2 separate regions of the Mus musculus genome follow, and region 2 is linked to region 1. Evidence: chromatin contacts called from public Hi-C data. All regions are on one chromosome and are shown on one strand. Each heading gives the region's core, a stretch centred on a gene start, on an enhancer-like site or on the middle of the called end of the contact. The rest is flanking DNA. Distances are from core to core; before and after follow the strand shown.

What was found. Hi-C and Micro-C count contacts between places; a contact is called where the count stands out from the background.
Region 2: a Hi-C map of nephron progenitors shows a contact between it and region 1, with 4 times the contacts expected there. The contact joins two enhancer-like sites. A contact is called at or near these places in 2 of 15 datasets of contacts at CTCF or cohesin (embryonic stem cells and pro-B cells), 8 of 484 Hi-C or Micro-C datasets (Sertoli cells, bone marrow-derived macrophages, double positive thymocytes and 4 more) and 1 of 9 other capture datasets (embryonic tail).

The regions. Positions count from the first base shown.
Region 1 is chr7:82,714,570-82,719,844 of GRCm38.p6, reverse strand. All of the region lies in intron 15 of Efl1 (elongation factor like GTPase 1), which reads right to left. Among named protein-coding and RNA genes, the nearest start is that of 4933406J10Rik, 38 kb to the left of the region's middle. RefSeq lists an enhancer at 2,753-5,275. Within about 2 kb of position 3,199, at least 45 of the 459 cell types and tissues checked have an H3K27ac peak or open chromatin away from gene starts, as enhancers often do. A contact at or near this core is called in embryonic tail and nephron progenitors, where this site is marked.
Region 2 is chr7:83,086,801-83,092,075 of GRCm38.p6, reverse strand. No RefSeq gene overlaps it. Among named protein-coding and RNA genes, the nearest start is that of Gm36817, 52 kb to the right of the region's middle. Within about 2 kb of position 2,260, at least 57 of the 459 cell types and tissues checked have an H3K27ac peak or open chromatin away from gene starts, as enhancers often do. A contact at or near this core is called in embryonic tail and nephron progenitors, where this site is marked.

The sequences.
Region 1 (5,275 bases), core at 1,950-4,449:
CGAACACCATTTTCATAAAACAAAGGAAAACGGGGGAGTATGTGTTGGCCTGCCACGCACTTTATGCCAGAGAAGTAGCTACAGAGATGAGGAGACTTAATTTTACTTAATGAATCTAATCTAAAAACAAAAACAAAAACAAAAACCTTTGTGTGTGAGTGTGGGCATGTGCACGTCACAGTGCATATTCAGAGAACGGATGCTGGAGTCCATGTTGCTTCAGAGGGTCTCAGGATTGCCACTGTGTATGGTGTGTTAGGCTAGGTTCCCTGCAAGCTTCCGGGATTGTCCTGTTGCCAGTTCTCATCTCAGCACTTGGTGCTGGGTTTCCAGATGCACCAACTGCACCCGGCTTCACATGGGCTCTCAGCCTGAACGCAAGCCCTCTAGTGTCCATAGCAAGCACCTGACCCAAGGAGACATCACCACTGACATCACCACTTTAACATTTCTACTGTTGGGATTTGTGTGACAAGCATGTATTATTTGTTTTGCCAGTGAAATAAAAAATAAAAGTATATTAGCTAAACCTGTTAACAAATAATTGATAATAATTTAAAAACAAGACCCTCAAATGATATATTTTTCAAGGGAAGCAAAAGTGAAGAGAGCTGGGGATTGTATTGAGGTTGGGTTACACTTGACCTCCAATAGCATCCTCCTAAAGAGGAAGCGTAGTGAATTCAATAATAAAATATACTATTTTATATTTATATACTCAGCCTAGCAGGTGACGTCAGAGGACAGGTAGTGCGGAACGGTGTCCTAGTGGTGTCCTCGAGGTTTAAAATGTACAGGATCTCTGGATCTAGTGTGCCTTATATACCTCAACTGCAATCCCATACTTTGAACACAGCCAAACAAATGGCATTTTCTCATCATCAAGGTGTGTACCGCTGAGAGCCTGACGCTTTATTACATTTAGCAACAGTTAACTTGTCCTTATTTCCCCTAACCTGGAGGCACTTGGCTGGTATGAATTCTGGCCAAGTAAAAAGAGTTCTTTTTATCAGGGACTGCAAATGGCCTATCAGAGTACAGACCAGATTCTGTAACTCATACTCTACAAAAGGTCACTCTTTGCTCCTTGGGCGCATACCTGACTGATGGCTACCGGATACACCTGCCTGTCTGTAATTATACCGCTTCAAATAAGGACCACAGACTTGTTGAGAAATGCACACTCCTCAGTCAGCTAACCCTCACAAAGTCAGCAACTTCAGCAACTCTTCGCACTCCTCTCAAACTATTATCTAGTTTGTCCTCTCCCATATAATTCAAGGTCTTCTCTTTCTAGCTCTGGGACACACTGTTGGTACCTCACAGCTCGTGGCCACAGCAGCCAAGCCAGGGTGTCCCCAGCCTTCCTCTGCTTGGCACTTAGAAGCTGAATGGCCCGAGAGTAGACCTTCAACTAGGGGTCCAGCATGCTCAAGTGAGGTTGCTAGGGAAGCAAACAAGCTAAACGGATTCTTTTCTATGTGTCGGCTCAGTCAGGAGCACTGGGCAGACTGGATCCTCAGGCCAAGCTCAGTCCAGATCCCTTCCCTGCAAGGTTCCTATACAGTTCATATAGGAGAACAAACTTCAATCTTTCAAAGCCAAAGTACTTCTTAAGACCCATTCCGTAAGTTCTTGATCAGTACCTTTTGGCATAGAGACAAAAAGAATTAAGTGTCAGTCTCTAAGAATTTATGAAGTCGACATTTTAAATTGAAACATGAAGGACAACATTTTAATATGGGCTTATATTTAAAGGATGGTTTGAAATACAAAAGAAAAATAACTATGAATACAAATAAAAATTGAAAATGCCTTCTAAAAACTAAGACAAAATGGGCTTGAGTCGTCAAAACTAAGTAAGAGGAAGATGGCTCAGTGGGTAAGGGGACATGTTGATCTTTTTAAAATCAAGGGCTGGGGAAGGGGGTTCAAATGCTCCGCTTCCTCTGCAAATTCCCACACCCTGATTTCAGAATCTAAAAATTAACACAGCACACTGAAGAAAATGGAAACCAAGATACACAAAATTATCACATACATGCAAAGAACAGTTATACAGATCTGCTACATGTCAAAATTTTAATTTGGCAATGATTCTGTGGGTCTTAGAATAATTTTTACATAATTTAGAATTCCACATCTGCAGCTTCACATTACTTCTGAATTTGCTACAATCACTTTCTACCTTTTGGATTTTTTTTTATATATATATAAGATTCCATGGCATTGGCTTGGATGGCCTACAGCTCACTATACAGACCAGGCTGGCCTCAAACATGCGGCAGTTCTCATGCCTGAGCCTCCTGTATGCTGGGACGACAGGTGTGAGCCACCATGCTTGGCTGCTTGTTTGCATTAAAAGACACTTTTATATTATGGAGTAAAGTTAACATACTTCATGCCAGTTATACTCCTGTTTAGAGTAAAGGTTGTATTTCCAGTCTGTCACCCCAAAACAAACCTGGAGATGCATCAAAAATATACACAAATGTGGCTTTAAAATACAGAACTCAAAGCTAGAAAACACAGTTTCTCTAAAGAGTAATTTTTGAAAGGACTGAGGAAGTCCAAGTTACACTACTTGCAAACAAAGATGTTTAAGGCTGGGAACAGTATTGGGATACCTTGTGCCTAGTCAAATTGTGTATGTGTACTTGTGCATGTGTACATGCATGTGTTCAGTGTATGTAAAACATACATGCAAGCAGTACATACAAACACACACCCAGCCTCACTACCCACATGAGCTTCAGCACTGCTTTCCTGGAGGTGGCTGATAAAGGATGGACATAATAGTGAAGTTTGTGGGGAAAGCAAACCTTTTTGTCCATTTCTTCTTTACAAATAATTAATGCATCATCAGTGAAGTTTATTGTGACGCTTAATGAAATGAAACAAAAGTTGTTCACTGTACACCCAAAACAGAATGCTAAATAAATGCTGGAGAGATGTGGTCAGAGATAGGGCTGAAGTACAATCGGAATATCAGTTAACAAAGGACATGTAAATAAGAAACTACATAAATCACTAGTGAAAAGTTAGTAGTTATTTTTGAAAAATTCAAGGCTTGTGGCTTTAAAATAAGAAACAATCATGCGATAAACCAACTAGAATTGTTGCCGCTGTGGAGACCTAAAAGGAGCCGTTCCTGTTTCCACCCTGGCCTAGCCCTAGGGAGCAGCGTTTACTTTTGATTTTCAAGGCATATCTGATTTCTTCCAGCCATTACAGAGGCAAAGAATGAAGTGGATTTAGATGCAGCAGTGGAGGAGAACAACTTTGACTTCATCTCTGCACTTGAATCAACAGACCCAAATCCTCTGAAATGCGGTCACCAGTGCAATTATGTGCTGGCCTCCTGCACACTAACAGACAGTCATCTGGAAAGCATAAAACAAACCCAGCGACACTGTGCTCCCAATTGCACAGGAGACCGGGAATTAGCAATGTGTTACATTCTACCCCCTGAGCAGCACACAGTTTTACAAAGCCCTTTCCTACCAGAAACAACTGAGGGAGTCATAATTCATTTCCCTCAATGAAGAGGAAACCAAAGGGAAAGAGAACAGACCACTAAAACCATTCCTTCAAGAGAGGGGCGGAGGGATGGCACCAAAGAGATTTAAGTGGCTGCTTTGAAATCATTCTTCAGATTGAGACAGCAAGCTACTCTAGTCTCAGCTTTTCTAAATGACACAGTTGTTTTTTTCCCCCTCTTTTAAAGATTTAATTTTATTTTTTGACTGTCATCCATGCCTCTAGTAATAAAATGTTTGTTTTCCATGTACGGCTGTGGGTTAGGTGAGGGAACTGTTTATAGAAATGACACTGAGGAATTCTGGAGTGTCTGGTAAAACCCGACTCTATCAGCACTCGATGCCATTCATCATAGCACAGCACACTTGCAAACAGGGACCACGTTTCCTCTGGTGAGTACCTGCATAGTACATACTCCTGCCAACCAAGTTCTTTGTTCTTTTCTGGTTTGATGAAAATTTGGAGAAGGCTGCCCCCTTGTGTTCTTTTTGGTGCAGCTGCACCTTACCAGCCAGGTCTGGAAGCATAGACCTTTTTTTTTTTTTTTTTTTTTTTTTGGTCCTAGTCAGAGCCACTGTAATGCGACCACTGCTGGGGGGGTTTTGGAGAAGAATCAGGAATTCTGACTGGGACAGCTGTTTTGGATTTCTCTGGAGGCTGAGCCACAAACGACTAGTTTTTATGTACCTAATCAGGGTAAGGACTGCCTTCTTAAAGCTCCAGATACAGCCGTTCTTGTCTGTCAAATGTCTGTCTGTGTGACACTGACCTGAAAGAGTCCACGCATACAGGGTACACTGCACAGAAGGTACTAAAACCACAGAGCAACCAAATAATAGGACAGCCCATCTAGGAGCGCAGGAAAAGGTGGGAGGCTTCGAGAGAACCCCGACTAATTCAGGCAGAGTTCAAAGTACAGCTGTTCTGAATCAAGACCCCTTCCCCTCACAGTTAGCCTGCTGAAGGCCCCCAGCTGGGATAAGCTGCAGTGTTTCTCTTAGCAGTTCCTCTATCAGCTGCTGAGGTGGGACCTACAAATAATTTGGAAGACTAAACACACAGAGTGAAGAATCCACTCTAGGGAGCAGTGTAGACCCACACAGTATGGTGAGCATAACATGAATGTATGTGAGCAGATGACTAGGTTAGAAAAGTTGTGGGACCGTGAAAGGCAGCCTGTTTTTTGGGCTAGGTTCAAACTCCGGAGACCCAACAGATTAATCTTTGAGGGATGGAAGCCCATTTGCCATGCTCCCAGGCAAAGGCTCCTGACATAGGCTGTCCAGGCTCTACCCTCACAGTTACCTGACAAGAGCCAGGTATGCTCCTTCCCACAGTTACTCTGCAACAGCAAAGTAGCCTAGCCCACTATAAAAGGCCCCTCCTCCCTCTACTGCTTCTCTTGTTTCTTTTCTCTCACCTCTTGCCCTCCTTCTCCTCCCCGCTTCTCCCCTCTCTCCACGTGGCCATGGCCACTCTCTGCCTCTTTACTCTTCTCTCTCTCTCTCTCTCTCTCTCTCTCTCTCTCTCTGCTTTTCTACTGAAGCCGCCCACAGAACTAGCAGCCTGAGCTAACCAGACTCTTGCCTTCTCCCCCTACCCCTTTTCCTTTCAGCCCCAGGGCAGACTGAGGCTCTGGGCTCCCACCTGTTCTTAGCTTTTCAGCAGCGTCCAGTGACCTCCTGCAATGCCCAAGAGCTAGAACCTGTTGTCCCTGGGCTCCACAAGGCCCAGG
Region 2 (5,275 bases), core at 1,011-3,510, 370 kb before region 1:
ACAGACGATGCAGTTTCTGAGTCCACCCTGGAGCTATAACCATCACTCTCCCTCAACACTGAATCAAAAGCTGCTTGAAAATGAAGTCTCCTAAGGCAAGGCCCAGCCTGAGAAATCACTGTTTTATGCATACCCTGATCTCCACAGTCATGCTGGCAATAAGTAAGGGCTCGGTCACTTATTTTCTCAGGCTTTTGTATAACTACTATTCACACTGCAGGGCTAGAAAGTGGAAAGACAGATGACCTGGGAGAGGTTGTAGAAACAGTGGGAGACAAGTCTGGGCATGACCAGACACCTCCATGGCATGTCTTATAATCCGTGTTTCCGTAAGACAAGAGTAAGGGCTCTAAAGGTTTGAATCTAGCCTGTGGCGTGGACGTGGCGGCAGGGGTTGCATGAAAATGAGGCGATCTCTTTATGAAATAGCTTCTTAGAGCCTTCACCATACTCTCTGTGCATCTCCAAGGCAGATGATAAAGTGCACCTTCTACCAACTATGTGATGAAGGGGTCCTTTCTTCTTCACGGAATATCTCAAAAGACTAAATCCCTAATACATACTTCTTGGAAGTGCAGGCGAAAGCTGAGAGATGCCATTGCACACCCCACATGGAAGGATTAACCCTCATCCCCTCCCTTCCCTGCCCAGGTACACCTGAGACAGTGTTCGCTTCCCTCTACCATGACCGGGAGACTCCTAAAGTCAGAGCCGCTTCTGATTTATTTTAATAATCTCTGCATTAGCAAGCCAGAACACCTTGCATTCAGTAGACACCCATGTGTTTGATGAAGAAGAAAATGATCACATCTAACCCATTTCCATGTAAGAGCAACAAAGATCCATTAAGAGCAACAAAGATTGGTTATCTGTCCTACCCACCCCCCTTCCCCAATGAAAATCTCGAGCATTCTTTTTGGGTTGTTTTGATGGTGGTGTGGAAAACCAGACAAGGCCTGGATCTCCCATGAGAGTCAGTTTGTTAAAAGTAGAAAGGGCAGAGAGAAAGAGGAAAGAAGTCTTAGAATAGGGCAGCTTTTATGACGGAAAGGGACATCCATTTCCCATGCTATCGAGACAAACAAATGAAAAATAAAACCAAATGGTGACCAGGTAGTGGAGATCCTAGAACTCACCACAGTAATGGCATGAATGTAAAATGGCACAACCAAAGGAGACACGAGAGTGGTAGAAAACAATCAAAATGACAACTTCCAAAAGACCAACAACACAGTCACCACAGCAGCCAGCGAAGCCACTTCCCCACATGCACTCTAAAGAATGAAAACAGTGTATGGGAGCCATGTCTATACACCATAGTCCTCACATCATTCATAGTAGCCAGCAGACAGAGGGGACCTGGGGACCTACTGAAGTATGGTGGCTGGAAAAAGCATGGTCTACACAGTCAATGAAACATTGGTCAGCCTGGGGACAAGAGGAAATGTTGACACAAGTTACAACACAGATGAAACCCCAGGGACAGGACACTGAAAAAAAAAAGCCAAGCAAAGAGAAAAAGCATGCACAGTTCCATATGTACAAGGTGCCTAGAGTGGTCAGCTCCAAGCATCAGACAACAGTGTGTGATCTCCACTATCTTCCACTATCTTCCAGGGATGGGGAACAAAGTATCATTGTTGTTTCACGGATATATAATTTCAGTACTTCAAGAGGAAAAAGCGGCTGGGTGTTAGTTACATAATATCACTGAACTGTGCATTTAAAACGGACTGATGCTAAATTTTCTGCTATGCATATTTTATCACAAATTCTAAAAAAGAGGAATGTTAAAGACATACTAGCTAGAGCCCAGCACCTTACTTATTGATGTTTCATTTTATTTGCATGTGTTTTTGGGGGGGGGAGGTGTTCCAGTGCATGTGCAGAGGCAGAGGACAAGTTGCAGGAGTTAGTTCTCGCTTCTATCCCTTGAGTGCTGAGGACAGAATTCAGGTCATTAGGCTTAAACAGTTTTACCTGGGAGCCCTGCATCTGACACACGGAGAAGCAGAGACTTAAGGACGCATCACAAAGGTGTCAATCCTCGGGGGTTCAAGTGCTATCAAGGCTAGAAGTGCAAACTGTCATTTATTAGTGACATCATGAAGTTTTTCTAAGGAAATGCCAATTGCTTATTAGATTGTCCACCTACTTGGAAATAAAATGGGACTAAGGGCATTTGAGCTGTCACTCCTGAGCTCCCTGGCCACACCCCCGTCTTACATCATCTGCTGCTCTGTGGAACTTCCTATCCAGCTGGTGCCTAGGCCCTCTGGTAGGGAAGAACTCCATAAATGTCCAGTTCTGAATGCATCAGTCTGTACCAGACCCACAAAGGATGACGCTCACAGCAGAGAAACTGCAATTTCCGTTTCTTGCCTGTTTGCTGGATCCATTTCCAGCAGTCTTGGTGAGAGCTGAAATCAAAACCCTGACTTTTATCCAAATCTAGGATAAATCGGCAGCAACTGCTGACGTCCCCCGCCAAGGTGCAAGGCTGCAGTCCTGAAATGTGAGGAGGAACAAAGGCCAGGAGGCTGGAATGGCTCGCCACTGTCTGAAATATCTTGTTACCGTTCCATGGAGTCCCCTGTGTGCTGATTGGGAGGAACCTCCACCAGGGGCAGGGAGCAGCCAGGGGGAATTCAGCAGCTAAACAAGGGGAGGAAGGGGGGCCTCACTAGTTCTCTCAAAGTTCTCCTGAGGTCAAGGGGATTTGCCTGTAGGCAGGAATGTCTGCTGAGAACAAATCTGGCCACAGGTGGAGTTCCCACTGTTCTCTAGAAAATGGGAAGTCTGAGCCAGCTCTGTGTGAGTTACCAGGGGAGCTCCATGCCTACCTCTGTCTGCTGGCTCTGCACTCCTGCCTTCTGGACAATTGACTGATAAGATTTTAAGCTGAAAGAAGGGACCCTGTGTGTGTGTGTGTGTGTGTGTGTGTGTGTGTGTGTGTGTGTGTGTGTGTGTGTGTGTTTGAGTGTGTGTGTATGTGTCACATGCATGTGAAGGCGCTTGTGCATGTTCGTTCACAGGTATGTGAATTCATATACATCAGGAGACTACATAAGGACAGCAGGACAGCATGTGTCCAGCTCTAGTACTCTCTCTCTTACTCCCTCAAGACAGTCTCTCACAGAATCTCAACCTTGCCAATTTTTGGGTAGGCTAGACTGACTGGCCACGGCACCCCTGTCAGGAAACCTCCTGTTTTGACAAGTCTCCCCTCGAGCACTGAAGTTACAGGCATATACAGTCATGCCTAGATTTTACATGAAAGGTGGGGATCTGAACCCAGGCACTTGTGTCCGCACAGCCATCTTATCCACTGCACCATTTTCTCAGCTACTGATATCTCTCAGTAAAATTCATTTTTACTCGTCCAGTTCTCATACCTAAGTGAGCAGTGGAAGATACAACAAAAGGAGTTGCACCACTGGAAAGACACGAAGCTCAAGAAATCCCTGTGAAGGTCTTAAAGGACAAAGGCAGCCTTTTCATTCTGCCCAGTGCCCTGTCATGGGCACATTTGTGTTCCCTTCACACTTGACTAGAAGCCACTGGCCTTGAAGATGATAGTCAAGTTACTTGCAGCTGAGAAAGGTTACAATAGCCACACAATAGCATTAGTTTGTGAGGGCATCGGGGATAGAAGCCTTCTGAGACTCCCCCAGACATCTTGTTTGCAATGTGAGCTGTCTGCACGAAGCACTGTGGCTGCTAGGATGCAAACACACAGTGCAAGCAGGCAGGAGCCCTCTCCCGGGACAGCTGTCGTGCACACATCCATCCAGGTTAACAATAAGACATTCATTTCTATTGCTGTCCAGCAACTAAAGTGAAGAGTAACATGAAATTCACCCATGTCTTATTAACTCTCAAAGCTAAGCACTCAACTAGCCCTGTCCTTTTCTAAAAATAAACTAGAAAATAGCCTTTCAGGGGAAAAAAAAACCTGTCTAGATGTATATCAGCCCTGGTCCTGGTGTTGCCAGTGCACCATCCCATACCCTACCCAGTCTCCTTCCAGATGCAGAAAGCTTTTGTCTACCTACAGCCATGTTCAGCTCTGGGCAAAAGCCAGCCCAGAGCAGGAGAAAGGATGAGCTTGGGGTAGGCAGGGACGGCTTGTCTCCTCTGATGTGTATGGTCATCAAAGCCTGTGCTCTGTAGTCCTGTGTAATCAGGCAAGCATGTGTGTACACATGAACACACACACACATGCACATGTACACACATGCACTCACACAGACACACGCATGCACATATACATACACAAAAACAAGCATACACATACTCACACGAGGCAGCACTCGGAACACACAGTTCAAAGAAGTCAGGCACATATTAAATATCAAGTAAGACATACAAATGAGAGTCTATGCTCTTCTCCTGAATGAGAGTTGAGCTTCAAGTAAGAGGAAGGAAGTAATTTGGAAACCCTCCAAGTGAGGACTGCTTTCTTCTCTAATTCCACCCTGAGGTGTCAGTATTTGATTAGTTTGCCACGATGTGTTACCCTAACCACTCTTTTTTGAAGTGGAGACCATTTGGATTGAATATTATTTTATGTATCAGAAAAAGATCACTTCCAAGTAAATTTTGACATGCTACCAAGTTCCAAGAAATGTTCGAATATGAAGGGAATGACTTAGAAATGATAGAATAATGGGAATTTATTTTAAAGATGGGAGGAGGAGAGAAGGTCGGGGTGGCTACAACTGGCAGTGAACCTCAGACACAAACCCAACTGTATCCAACTCCAAGGTCAAGATTCCTTTTACAGAACAAAAGCTCCACGTTCTACACAGCAAAGCCAAGATCTTAGAACAAACTCAGTAAATAAGCAACCTCCCAGAAGCTACCAGACTACTAATCTAACAGAGTCCATTGCCTCCACAGAGAGCAGCGTTGGGGTCAGGCAACCTCCCTCACCAGGACTGGCTTCTATCTCCTCCCCTCGGCTGTGCACTGAAGGTCCACTGTGTCTCAGCCTGCCCTGACGGCAGGTGCTCCAGGGCAGTGTGGCCAGATAAGTATAAAAGTTCTTGTCTGTTTGTCTAGTCCAGTGGACCAGGATTCTCAGCAGACAGGAACTGATGGTGTTCGGGGACCAATAGACTATCTGTGATGAGTGTATTTCTGCACACTGTGGGTGTTTTCCAGTACCCCAGCTCCACTCAAAAGATATCAATTCCCAGATATTGCCAAAAATCCCTCCAGATATCCTCAATTAAGATCTGGTGTAGCATACAATTTCCAGCCTCTTTAAGAC